2 separate regions of the Mus musculus genome follow, and region 2 is linked to region 1. Evidence: chromatin contacts called from public promoter capture Hi-C data. All regions are on one chromosome and are shown on one strand. The core of a region is the stretch at or near the end of the contact, and the rest is flanking DNA. Distances in the headings are between cores, read along the strand shown.

Region 1 (6,514 bases), core at 1,719-4,218:
CCTCTGACCTTCACATGTGAAGCACACCCACACATACATATACATATATATATATACACATGTTGCAAGATATTTGGTCACACTGTGAACCCGAGAATGTGGTATTTCCTGAAAACAAAACAAACAAACAAACTAACAAAAAAACCAAAAAACCTGTTTCTTTTTTTATTAAGACATTTTTTATTAGATATTTTCTTCATTTAGATTTCAAATGCTATCCCCAAAGCCTCCTATACCCTCCCCCACCCCTGCCCTGCTCCCCAACCCACCCACTCCTGCTTCCTGGCCCTGGCATTCCTCTGTTTCTAATTGTGGTGTTGCTCAGTCTTAGCACAAACCTTTAATCCCTCTGGCTGGAATTCAGATACACCCTAAATACACCCCTTTAATCCCAACAATGAAGGTAAAGTTAGTTTCTAGAAGGAAACATCCAAGTTTGAAAGTGATATCTAATTGAGTGGCAGATAAAGTGATGAATCAACAGAATAGGATATGCCCAACTCGCAGAAGAGAGAGGAAAGGGAAGCTACTTGAAGGGCTGTGCAAAGAGAGAAAGAGAACTGGGAGAGTTTTACAGAGACAGGTTGCAGAGAGAGAACAAGCTAGACACAGGTGAACACAGAACACGTTAGAGAATGAGAAGGAGCCAGCTAAGAACATACTGCCAAAGTTAGTCTGAGGCCAGGCAGGGCATTCAGTTAGAGGCCTAGAGAAAGGCCAGATGGAAGCAGTCGGTTTGGAGAGGAGTTTTGAGCCAGAACAGTTAAGTTGAACCAGCCAGCTAAAGCTCAGAAAGAGCTAGAAAGCAGTAAGTCTCAGAGACTAAACCTTCTAGGCCTCGATAAGATTGTACATAGGCTAGAACCTTCCAAGACTAGGCCTAGACTAGCAGATGAAGCCAACAATGACGTGAGGGGAGCAAAAGCTACTTTTACATACATACACCATACCAAAAAGGGGGAAAAAAAGTGACTGTGTCATCATATTCAGTTAATTCCAACCACATCGTAAATCACTAAGCCCAGTATGCTCAAGACATAGAAAACACTGTTTTCTGTAACTCAGAAGACAGAGGCTCTCGGGGGCTGGGGGTGGGGGAGTCCAAAGAGTAACTAGAATATATAAAGCTTCTGCTGAGCATTTGGAGAAGTAAGGTTTAAAGAAATTGTAAGTGGTGACACAAAAGGCTTCCTAGGAGGGAAGAGAAGGACGGCGGTGGGAGGGTGATTTCATAATTTAAGTACTTAAGATGAGACCCCACATGATGAAGAGACACTGAATGGAAGGGAAGAGACCCTCCCTCCGGGACAGGCAATAGCAAGCCTTGGCAAATACTCCTCTCCCCCATAAGAATGCAAAAGAACTTTACATCGTCTTTCTGGTAACAGGTTGCTAACCACAGAGAGGCTCCTACTTGTGTGTGGTTGATGTGTGTCCCTAACTATGTCCTGGTGTTCAGCACTCGGTGAGACTTAGGATTTCTATACCAAGCATAACCAAGATTCACCAGGGTATCGTTTTCAGCCTTTAATCAGCACTGCGATTCAAAACTTGCAGTAGAGTATCTTCTGAATCTTCTATCCTAAAATGTGTATGCTCACACACGCACAAAACTGGCTTTTTAACATGACAGAGGTTAAACAACATTCTCCATGAACGACAGTGAATACAGATGAAGGGCATAAGATGAACCAGACTGGAATCTGAACGCCGTGGAAGGAAAGAAATTAGCACCCAGAGAACACTCTGAAAGAGTAGCCAAAGGACCAAGACTTAAATGTCTTTAAACTATGAGAAAGGAAATGAGATCTGTGCAACTGGCAAGCAAAACAGAGCCCCAGCAGGGACACACACCTTTTTTTTTTTTTAAAGCATCTGTATGCTTGAAAACACACCGGAGTGATTCAGGAGCCTCATTTTTGATTTTGGAGAATCTGACCAACTGGGGCACTGACAGGACTACACTGACTGTGGTCTGCACTAGTGATGTGGTGGGTGCTAACCGTAATAGCAAACAATCGGCTGCACACTTAATCCTCGAAAGGTTAATTGAGAAGGAACCCAGATTATTTGCCCAGTGTCACAGGGCTAGGCACTTGGTGCCAGGGTCCCGAACCAGGGACTTTGACTGCAGAGTCCTGCTTAGACTTCTCACTGTGATATTCTTAATTCTTTAGTTTCTTGTGAACCCAAAGGGTCAGAGAAAGCAGGGCGATTAAGATGAGGGTATAAGCCTACAAATAAAGCAATCTAATCCCCTCATATTCTGGGTAGATTCTGTTGAGATTACAACTTTATTTAAAACGCACAGATCAAGTAGTACGTGCACAATAAATGCTTGTTTTCTTCTCTTGGTAAAGACAAAAGGAGGTCTAAGATGTTAACGACTTCTCCCAGTGTTTCTCACAATACTATTTATTATACAGTCTCTCCCTGTATGAAATACTTAAACTCTGACAGGTGATTACTTGGGTGTGCAAAAGGAAAGATGCAGCCATGTTTTCTTGAAGTTCAAAACAAGTGGCTGTACCCACTCAGCTGGTGCCCAGAGGAGTTGGAAAAAATAATAGGGCCTGGGATCAACAAATGACACACAAAGCCCCTGACCCCGCTTTTTCAGGGTTCTACAAGTCGGCTTCCCGGCTCGGTCTTGCGCTATCTTCTGCCCCTGGCTTCCTCCTCAAGACCGCAGAACCCCTGAAAGTACACTTCCGCCCAGCGGCCGGGGACCTACGACACTCTACACAGCCGCCTTTAGAGGCTGTCCGTGCCACTCACCCGGGCGCTCTCGGGCAGGTTGTAGCGGCACAGCGTGTGGTCGAGATCGAAGCCGACCACGTCGCAGGCGCCCAGGGAGAAGTGCTGAGCCATGGCAGGGCAGCGGCGGGTAACGCAGACCGGAAGGCCGGTAGAGCATGCGAGAAGTTGCCGGGACTCTACAAGCGTAACTCGCAGGCAGGACGCGGAGCGGGGCGGGGCTTGACGGGGCGGGGCTTGACGGGGCGGAGCTTGGCGGGGCGGAGGCTTATATAAGACAGACGGGCGGGGCGTGGTCTGGTCGGGAGGAGCTAGTCAAGTAGGGCGGGTTCTGAGCACACTCCCGCGTCTCCAAGTCAGTGGCCTGTCTGCCTCCTGGATCGCCCCAGTTTTGCTGGCTGGTTCAGGCCAGTTCCACGGCTTGCTTCCAGCTAGTACAGTGCAGCAGGAGCTAAAATGCTCAACTAGGACCCTGCTAGCCAATGTCCTTAATGTAGCTTAAGGTTTCACAGAATTAGTGGGAATTCTCGTTCATTTTTCAGGCGCCACACTACTAAATGATACCAGTGAAACCTCATCCCTTGAGGCTTGAGTGTGGGAGCAGTGTGTGAGAAAATTATGAGCACAAATAACTGTTGGACCCTGTGATGGTTTGTATATTCTTGGACTAGGGAGTGACACCATTTGGAGGTGTGGCCTTGTTGGAATAGGTGTGACCAGGTTGGAATAGGTGTGTCACTGTGGGCGTGGGCATAAGATCCTCACCCTAGTTGCCTGGAAGTCAGTCTTCCACTAGCAGCCTTTGGATGAAGACATAGAACGCTCAGCTCTGCCTGCACCATGCCTGCCTGGATGCTGCCATGCTCCCACCTTGATGATAATGGACTGAACCTCTGTACCTGTAAGCCAGCCCCAATTAAATGTTGTTTTTTATAAGACTTGCCTTGGTCATGGTGTCTGTTCACAGCAGTAAAACTCTGACTAATACAGACCCCTTTAGCATACAGTTTGGTAAGTGGACTTTGAAAGTTGAATCAACAGCTTTATTACTCTATAGTTTGGTAATAAGACATGAAAGACATTCCTGGCATCATTTCAGCCATTGGAATGCATTAAAAAATATATTACGTATTATGGAAGACCACCTTACCAAAAACACCAAGGCTGGTTGTATTAGTCAGGGTTCTCTAAAGACACAGAACTTATGGAATGAGTTCTCTATATATTAAAGGAATGTATTGTGATGACTTATAGTCTGTAGTTCAACTCACCGAGCATTGGTCAACTGTTAATAGGAATTCGAAGAGTTTGGTAGTTGCTCCGTCCCGTGAGGCTAGTTGTTTGAACTGGTCTTCTGTAGAAGTAGGTCTTGTGAGACTAGGCTGGGGCCTAGCAAACACAGAAGTGGATGCTCACAGTCAGCTATTGGATGGATCACAAAGCCCCCAATGGAGGAGCTAGAGAACATATCCAAGGAGCTAAAGGGATCTACAACCCTATAGGTGGAACAACAATATGAACTAACCAGTACCCCGGAGCTCTTGACTCTAGCTGCATATGTATCAAAAGATGGCCTAGTCGGCCATCACTGGAAAGAGAGGCCTATTGGACACGCAAACTTTATATGCCCCAGTACAGGGGAATGCCAGGGCCCAAAAATGGGAATGGGTGGGTAGGGAAGTGTGTGTGTGTGGGGGGTATGGGGGATAGCATTCTAAATGTAATTGAGGAAAATACGTAGTAATAAAAAATATTAATAAAAAAGAAAAAGAAAAAGAGTGAATCTTCCTTCTTCCAATGTCCCTGGGTAGGCTTCTATGAGAAAGTGTGGCTCAGATTAAAGGTGCATACCACCATGCCTGGATCTAGGACTTGCTTTGTCCCAGGCTGACCTTGAATCCAGATATCACCTTGCCTCAGTCTCCTGGGATTAAAGGCCTGTACTACCTTGCCTGAGCCTAAGCTTTTCACGGTCATCATGTCTCAAGATCTCCATGACAAGAGCCAGATCAGAAACTTGTGTCTTCCAGCCTCAAAATCTGGATCACAGGTGAGCCCTCCAGTTCTGGATTGTAGTTCATTTCGGATATAGTCAAGCTAACAACCAGGAAATAGCCCATTACACTGGTGGTTATTTGATTATCCTGCTTTTAATTGAGTTTTTCTATGAAGACATCAAAAATGTCATTGATGAATGGAATTCATCAAAAAAAAAAAAAAAGTTTTGTACCCAGAACTTTTGTGAGCAGGCAGTACAGAGTGGTAGGAGTGATGATTTGCCTGATTCAGGATTACACTATTTTAGATTCAGAAAACTCAATACAGTTGGGACAAAGGATGTCAGAACCATTTAACTTTCAGCCTCTGCATGTGAAAAAACAAGTATATTAAGTCTTTTTTTGTCTCATACTTCTCCATTTAAATGAGAAAATACAAATCTTCATACTGTTACTCTAAATTAAAAAAAAAACTTTTCTCTAGTGAGAAAGAGCAATTGAAATGGCATAATGATATAAATAGTTGAGAATTTCACTTAACCCTTACAGATACTAACTCTTAGAAGGTAAATAGACCAAATTAGTTCTGTTAATTATAGTTCAATGGATAGTGCAATTAGTTAGGGTGCTTGCTTATAATACCTAATGGACTCATTTGAAATCACATTGACAACTTTTCTGTTATAATGAGCCTCAAACAAATCTGGAATAGGAACAGGAGAAAGTCCTCTAGAAAATTGAGCGTGTCAGTAATCAGAGATTAAAGACCACTGAGATCCTCCATTCTTTACTGTCTGTGAAGAGAAAAGGCAGGCTTTTTTGTAGCTCACACTGATGTAGGAAACTGGGGTCCATGAGTGTAAAAGTAGGGTCCTTGAAGAGGTCAGGGCATCCTAGCTTCAGAAGGGCTTGAACTCAAGAATTATGGTGTCACAAAGTCACAGGTAAACAAAACTTTCACAGAATTAGTAGCTCTGGGTTCTTGACTCTCAAATTCAGAGAAAGAAGATAGGAGGGTGAGTTGAGAAAGGAGTTTTAGTCCAGAAATGTAGATGGGAGCTTAAAATAGAAGAAGAAAGAGAAGAAGGAGGAGGAGGAGGACGAGGAGGAGAAGGAGAAGGAGAAGGAGAAGGAGGAGAAGGAGAAGGAAGAAGAAGAAGAAGAAGAAGAAGAAGAAGAAGAAGAAGAAGAAGAAGAAGAAGAAGAAGAAGAAGAAGAAGAAGAAGAAGAAGGTGGCAGAGTCCCTGTGTAACTGGAGCAAGTCCCAGGATGGAGAATCAACAAGGGAATTCCTACAGTTCTGATGGCAGAAGCTGGATCTGGCCTGGGAAGGCCATTGCTTGGTCCATTTGCCTCGCCCCCTTGACCTATCCAGGAACTGCTCAGTTCTAGCTACACCATCATTTACAGTGTCCAGGCAGTGGTGCTCATCCACATAGTACAGAGACGAGACAGAAAAGGAACCAGAGGTCCCTTGTGCATTCCTAGCCTCTGTGTGAAGAGAATCAAAGACATTTTTACACCTGGCTAGGGACAAAAGTCTTTTGAAGTCCTTGCTTGACTAGCTTTTGTCCCTTGTTCTTATCAACGAACATTCCCTTATTAGTTTTAGTGGAAGCACTGACCTCCATAATGCTTTTGTGAATCTAAAGTAAAAGGCCTTCCAAATCTGACTTCCATTTTAGTTTAAACTTGAAGGTCACAGGTCTCCCTAGAAGAGACTATGTGTGTGTGAGTCTCTCTCTCTCTCTCTCTCTCTC
Region 2 (6,032 bases), core at 2,846-5,345, about 16 Mb after region 1:
AGATACCATAAAAAACATTGACACAACAGTCAAAGAAAATGCAAAAAGCAAAAATCTCCTAACCCAAAACTTCCAGGAAATCCAGGACACAATGAGAAGACCAAACCTAAGGATAATAGGTATAGAAGAGAGCAAAGATTCTCAACTCAATGGGCCAGTAAATATCTTCAACAAAATTATGGAAGAAAACTTCCCTAACCTAAAGAAAGAGATGCCCATGAACATACAGGAAGCCTACAGAACTCCAAATTGACTGGACCAGAAAAGAAATTCCTTCTGTCATATAATAATCAAAACACCAAACTGATGGACACAGCCAAACTTTAACTAGATCATTTGAAACTGGGATTCAAAACAATCCTTTCTTCCTTTTAAATTGTTTTTCTAGTTTTTACAGTGTTGGAAAATTTACTAGCTCAAAGCAACACCATGACTCCTTTGAAATGTCAATCTCCTATCAAATAAATCAACTTCTTCATAACCATTTAGAATTTTTAAGTGTACAAACTCATGATGTATTACACTAATATGTCAATCAGGTATATATGATGAATTCCCTCCAGAAACTCTGGGCACCAAGAGTTATGGTGAATTTCTGAATGGCAGGGCATATTATTCATAGAGGTAACTCTATATCTTTGAAATTCTCTGCTTACCTGTACTTTCCCCTGAGCCCAATGTTCAAGCTTTACCATTAGTAATTCAGAGCCACTTTCATGAATTTTCAGTCTTTGGCAAATTTTCACTCCAGTGGCTCTGTTCTCTTCTCAGCCTTGTAATTGGATTTAAGAAATGATGGTGTAGAGGAGTTTTAATCCAGATACATGGTTGCTCTGGCTTGGGGATCACATCCAAAGACCTTCTAGGTCTGTGTGAACCAGTTGGAATACATCACTCCTTCAATCCCTGGAGACAGAGGCAAGCAGATGTCTGACTTCATGTCCAACCTAATGTAGAGCAAGTTTCAGGTAAAGAAAAGCTTATGTCTAGGCATGGTGGTACACACCCTTAATCCTAACACTCAGGAGACAGAAGTATGCAGATCTCTGAGTTCTAGTCAGTTAGTTCAGTTGATTCAGTGATCTGGGAGTCAGTTGAGAGTCAGTGCAGTGGAGTTGAGTTTGTGGCAGTGCATTTGGTGGAGTGCAGAGGCAGTCTTACCTGGACATTTTACAGACACAGGTTATAGAGAGAACAAGTGAGACACAGGTGAAAACAGAGGCAGAGAATGAGAACGAGCCAGAAGATTAGAACAGATTGCTAGAGTGAGTTTGATGCCAAGCAGAGCAATTCAGTGAGAAACCCAGCTTCATCTTGATGGATTGAGTGCCAGGCTGGAAACTAAATTGAATCAGTCAGCGTGGAGAGGAGTTTGAGCCAGAATAGTTGAATTGAATCAGCCAGCCAGTATTCAGAAAGAACTAGAAAGGGTGAGCATTTATTCAGTAGTAAGTCTCAGAGGCTGAAAACATTCTAGGCCTAGATTAGATTGTACAGAGAATAGAAGCTTCCAGGACTAGGCCTAGGTTAGCAAACTGAGGCAGTAAGCCTGGGAGACTACAGTTACATCTTACCTTTCTCTTGAGGTATATCAAGGATTAAGTCATAAAAACCTGGCTGTCATTGTGAAAGTAGCAAGATGTACAAGGAAGAAGCTTAAAAGTTTAACAGACTTTGCTTAGCCTTCATGTAAGCACAAATATTACTGTTTGAAGATTAGTGGCTGGACTAATGTATCTAAACATTTTCCCATAGTTTTATCAGCTCCTTTCATAAGAAAAGACTTAAAGGTCCTGAAGAAAATGTTTCAGGTATCAACAAGACTTACGCGCGCACACACACACACACACACACACACAAATGTGCCCACACATACATATCACAAACACACAAAGATAAATGGAAAATAACAAAAATACTGAAATAACCTCTCAGTATAGGCAGGAGGGTTGCTATTTATCAGATTGCATTTGCTTTTAGCTTTGTTAAAAAACTTTCTAGACATTCTTCTTTCTCCAAACTAGGAGCCATCTTTAGTAGATTGTCTTTTAGTAAACATTTGAAAAACATCCCTGAGAAAATAAAGGAGTTCAAAGGTATTTCTTAAGAAACTAGTGAAGTTATTTCCTTCCACTCTGGTACTATGTAGAAGTATAATTTAAGTCACCTGCACCATTTTAAAGTTTATAGATATACATTTTAAAAGTAAGGGCTGAAATAATTACATTTCATTTGGCTCAATGTACAAAGGCTTATCTAAAATAAATAAAAAGTTGATAGCTTACAATCACCTTCCCGTTAAGTTTTCAAAATATGGCATATATTTTGAAAACCTTAATTCCAATAAGTCAGATTTCTATTTTGTAGAGCCAAATCTGGCTAGTGGCTTGAGCATAGCACAGGAGAGTCAGGTAGTACATTTTCAATTTTCATCTTTTTGATCCTCTGGAACTCTGTTGGGTATAATCTAAACTATCTATGTAGACTCCTTTCATTTTTCTTTTTTACTTATTTATCTTGTCTCATTTACTGGTAGAGGAGAGAGTGAAAAATAAAACATAAATCTAACCCAACAGTGATGGCTTCATCTAGCTCGATTGAGTGCCAGGATGATATTACTTTCAGTTGTACTCTATACAAGTAATATCTGCATGCTGCAGAGACTCTGAGACCCAAAAGTTCAGCTGGAAATTAATTAGCATCTTATTTATAGTTGCGGTTTTTAACATACATGCTGTTCCAAAATTGCAATCTTGGTACTATAATTCTATGTTTGATCAAACCCCTCTTCCTTCCCTGCCTGCTTCATGGAAATGCTCTCTCTGTTTCTGAAAATTCCACAATTATGTATCTCAGATTAGCAAAATATTTCTATGCCACTCACATCACCTCTGCTTGGATTCTCAGGTGGCCTTCCCACTTGGGAATATCTGCCTCTGCTTTTTTACTATAATGAATTTGCTTTTGCTTAAGTCTCTTCTGTATCTCTCCTAGAATTCTTTCTCTAGTGAGACCAAGAGTCTTTGGGATCACCAGTTGTAGTTTGGTGATAAAATGAGTTAGACTGTAAACGCTTGAAAGGCTACATGCGACTGGACTAACTTTTAGCAAAACCAGCCAGTAATTCTCCTAAAATGCGTCTCCCTCCCCCCAAATCCCTATTATGTAAGCATTCAGCATCTACTTAGAAAATGTAGAGACTGGGAACTTAGAGAAATGTAGAGACTGTGATGGTCATATATTGCTTCTACAGTGCATTTAGTTCCTTGGATTGTATTAGAAGGGACTCTCAGAATGTGAAGGGTTTTTGTTTGTTTTCCTCATAAAGTTCAGGTCATACCAGACAAACCTTTATCACCAGATGGGTCTTTCATATTGCTGACAGTCCAGTAACTTTTCCTCTTAGTGAATCTTACCAAGTTTCATTAATACTTCATGATTCTTTTCATCTGCGTTATCTCATTTTAATTTCTGAAATGCTTCTATCGCTATTGAGGTCTTCTTACCTCAGTCTGGTATACAGAACTTCCAGTGGGTTTGGCAAGTTATGTTTATTATTCAACCAATGCTGCTTCTATAAAACAGGGTTCTGGTGAGTTTTAGGACAACTGTCTCGGGAAGAATGGGCTGAAAGGGTAGGATGACAATGCATACCACATCTGTATCCTCGCTCATCAGTTCAAACTTAACAACAATGCAGTTTTTTTAGGCTAGCTTTTCTAAATTTGCCAGTCGCACCAGGCTATCGTCAGATGTTTTGTTTCGAAGGTCAGAAACAACTTCAGAAGTACAAAGTGGAGAATAATGAAACTCAGGGAAATCGAAACTTGAGCCTAGAGCAGGTGGGCGGAACCATCTAGTAACCACGGGACTGTGACTCACTGGTTTCTGCCTTCAATAGGAATTAATTACTCGGTGCCATTATCAGAACCAAGCGGGGATTAGGGAGTCGGCCGGAGGGAACCAAGAGTCGGACCACTAAAACTGAGCTGAAACTTGCTAGCGTGTACGCCACCCGACGCCAACCCCCGCATGGGCGGGGCCGAGGGCGGCCGGGTGCTGACGTGGCGACGTTGGCGTCGCGGTCGGTGACGTATGGCCGGCGCCCGCCCCGCCCCTCCGTCGCTCGGCGCGGGTGTGTGGGTTTGTGGGTCAGTGCCAGCTGGGCAGCCCTCGCGCGCTAAGGCGTGACAGCGAGCGACCCCCGCCGGCCCGCGTGTGCTGCGGAGGAGGTCGGGGCGCAGCCCTCCGCTCCGCTCCGCCGGAGTGAGAAGAGGAAGCAAACCTCCAGGAGGCCGGAGGCGCGCGTGGCGGCGGGGCTGAGGTGAGCTAGGGAGAGGGAGGGCGCGGGTGGCGGAGCCCGAGTGTGCGGCGGGGCGGGGCTGGTCTCAGAGTCCGGAAGAGCGCGGGTGGACCGAGCTGTCATCCCTCGGCTGGGCGTCCCGGCTCACCTAAGTTTGTAGGTGGGGGTTGGGGTGAAAACTCCAGCGCGATTGCCCACGTGTAAGGACAGAATGGCCACAAGATGAAAAATTTTCTGTTCTAGGCTTAACCTGTTTTTCTCCTCCCTCTCCCCTTATTTATATTACACATTCCTAGCAACGTCGTTCTTCGCCTACATCTGTTGGGTTGGGTTTCCCCCACAACACAGAGGAGCGAGTGCTTTGGGTCCTGGAGTTCAGGGCAGTGGGTGAATTTAACAATCGGAGGACTCTAGAATGTATTTTTTTTTTTTTTTAAATAAAGAAGTGTCTATGCTAAGGGGGTAGATGAAGTGGTTCTTGGTAGGATGCTGTAATTTCCTTTACCTTTAAAAGAAAGAAGTTCAGTCTACTGAGTTTGATATGCATCACAAGTGCAGTCTAATTGCTACCTGTGGTGTGGTTTTTGTTGTTGTTGTTGTTGTTGTTGTTGTTGTTGTTCCTGGATAAAAATTAGAACAGTCAACTATATCTACCCCCTTTTCAGATTCATAAGCTGAAACGTTTGTTTTCTGAGTTTGATTGTTCTCAAATTCCGCTTCTGAGTCTAGGCTGGACGTGCTCTAGCTCATGTTTTGTATTTAGTTTTTCACGTCATGACGATTATAATACTGGTGTTGCGCCGGGCGTGATGGCGCACGCCTTTAATCCCAGCACTTGGGAGGCAGAGGCAGGCGGATTTCTGAGTTCGAGGCCAGCCTGGTCTAGGACAGCCAGGGCTACACTGCCTCAAAAAAAAAAAAAAAAAAAAACCTAAAAAAAAAAAAGGATTACTTTATTCTATGAAACCCACTGCATAAGTAAGCCATCCACAAAGATAATACTGTGTTGCATTAAAATATTCATAGAGATGTCAGTTAAGTGTAGCTTAGTGTTATTTACATGAGTGAATTAATTTTGCAAGACTTAGTTTTCTTGATCCTTGTTGAATAATTTTTTCTAAAAAACTTGGTTCATTCATTAATTCATTCATTTGTTCACTCTTCATTCATTCCCTAGCACTGTGGGAGGTGTAGGACATAGAAAGTCCCTGTTCTCACAGAACTTTGTATAGTTAACTAGCAAACACTCTTTTAGAAGGGATGTTTAAATTAATAATTGGAAACAAATTTCTGGCTGGAAGCGTTTTCATTTTTTTCTAGTATTTACATTGGTTGTATTGATACCTCATGTCTGGCATAGGATATAGAAAGTCTACATACAAAACATTTTTATAAAGAGCCTATATGGTAACAGAATAAACTTTTTACTCTAATACATCTTTCTTGAGGATAGTTTGTATAAGTACAGTTTTCAACTTTGAGAAAGTGAGTATGCGCAGTTAAAATTTTAGCTCATGAACATCTCCAGAAATAAATGAAGAATTACAGAGGAGACAATAAGGAATCTGAGAATTCCAAATCTGAAAACCCAAAATATGAAGTACTCCCAAAACTTCATTACAAAGAACTTGTAAATAAATGTCATGAGGAACAATGAGCCATATCTGAAGTCTCCACCTCAACGGAGGTATTATACAGTTAGAGAATTCTGAAACTGTAGAGCTTTACG

Evidence for each region. Promoter capture Hi-C pulls out the DNA fragments that hold promoters and counts their contacts.
Region 2: a contact with region 1 is called in a promoter capture Hi-C map of pre-B cells. The contact joins the promoter of Ascc3 here to the promoter of Nt5dc1 in region 1. A contact is called at or near these places in 1 of 39 promoter capture datasets (pre-B cells) and 1 of 484 Hi-C or Micro-C datasets (CD4 T cells).

Annotation. Positions count from the first base shown.
Region 1 is chr10:34,415,583-34,422,096 of GRCm38.p6, forward strand. It overlaps Nt5dc1 (5'-nucleotidase domain containing 1), which reads right to left and starts at 2,969. Exons shown (of 12, transcript NM_176968.5): 1 at 2,779-2,969. The coding sequence starts at 2,871.
Region 2 is chr10:50,588,574-50,594,605 of GRCm38.p6, forward strand. Ascc3 (activating signal cointegrator 1 complex subunit 3) reads left to right here and starts at 4,096. Exons shown (of 42, transcript NM_198007.2): 1 at 4,096-4,324.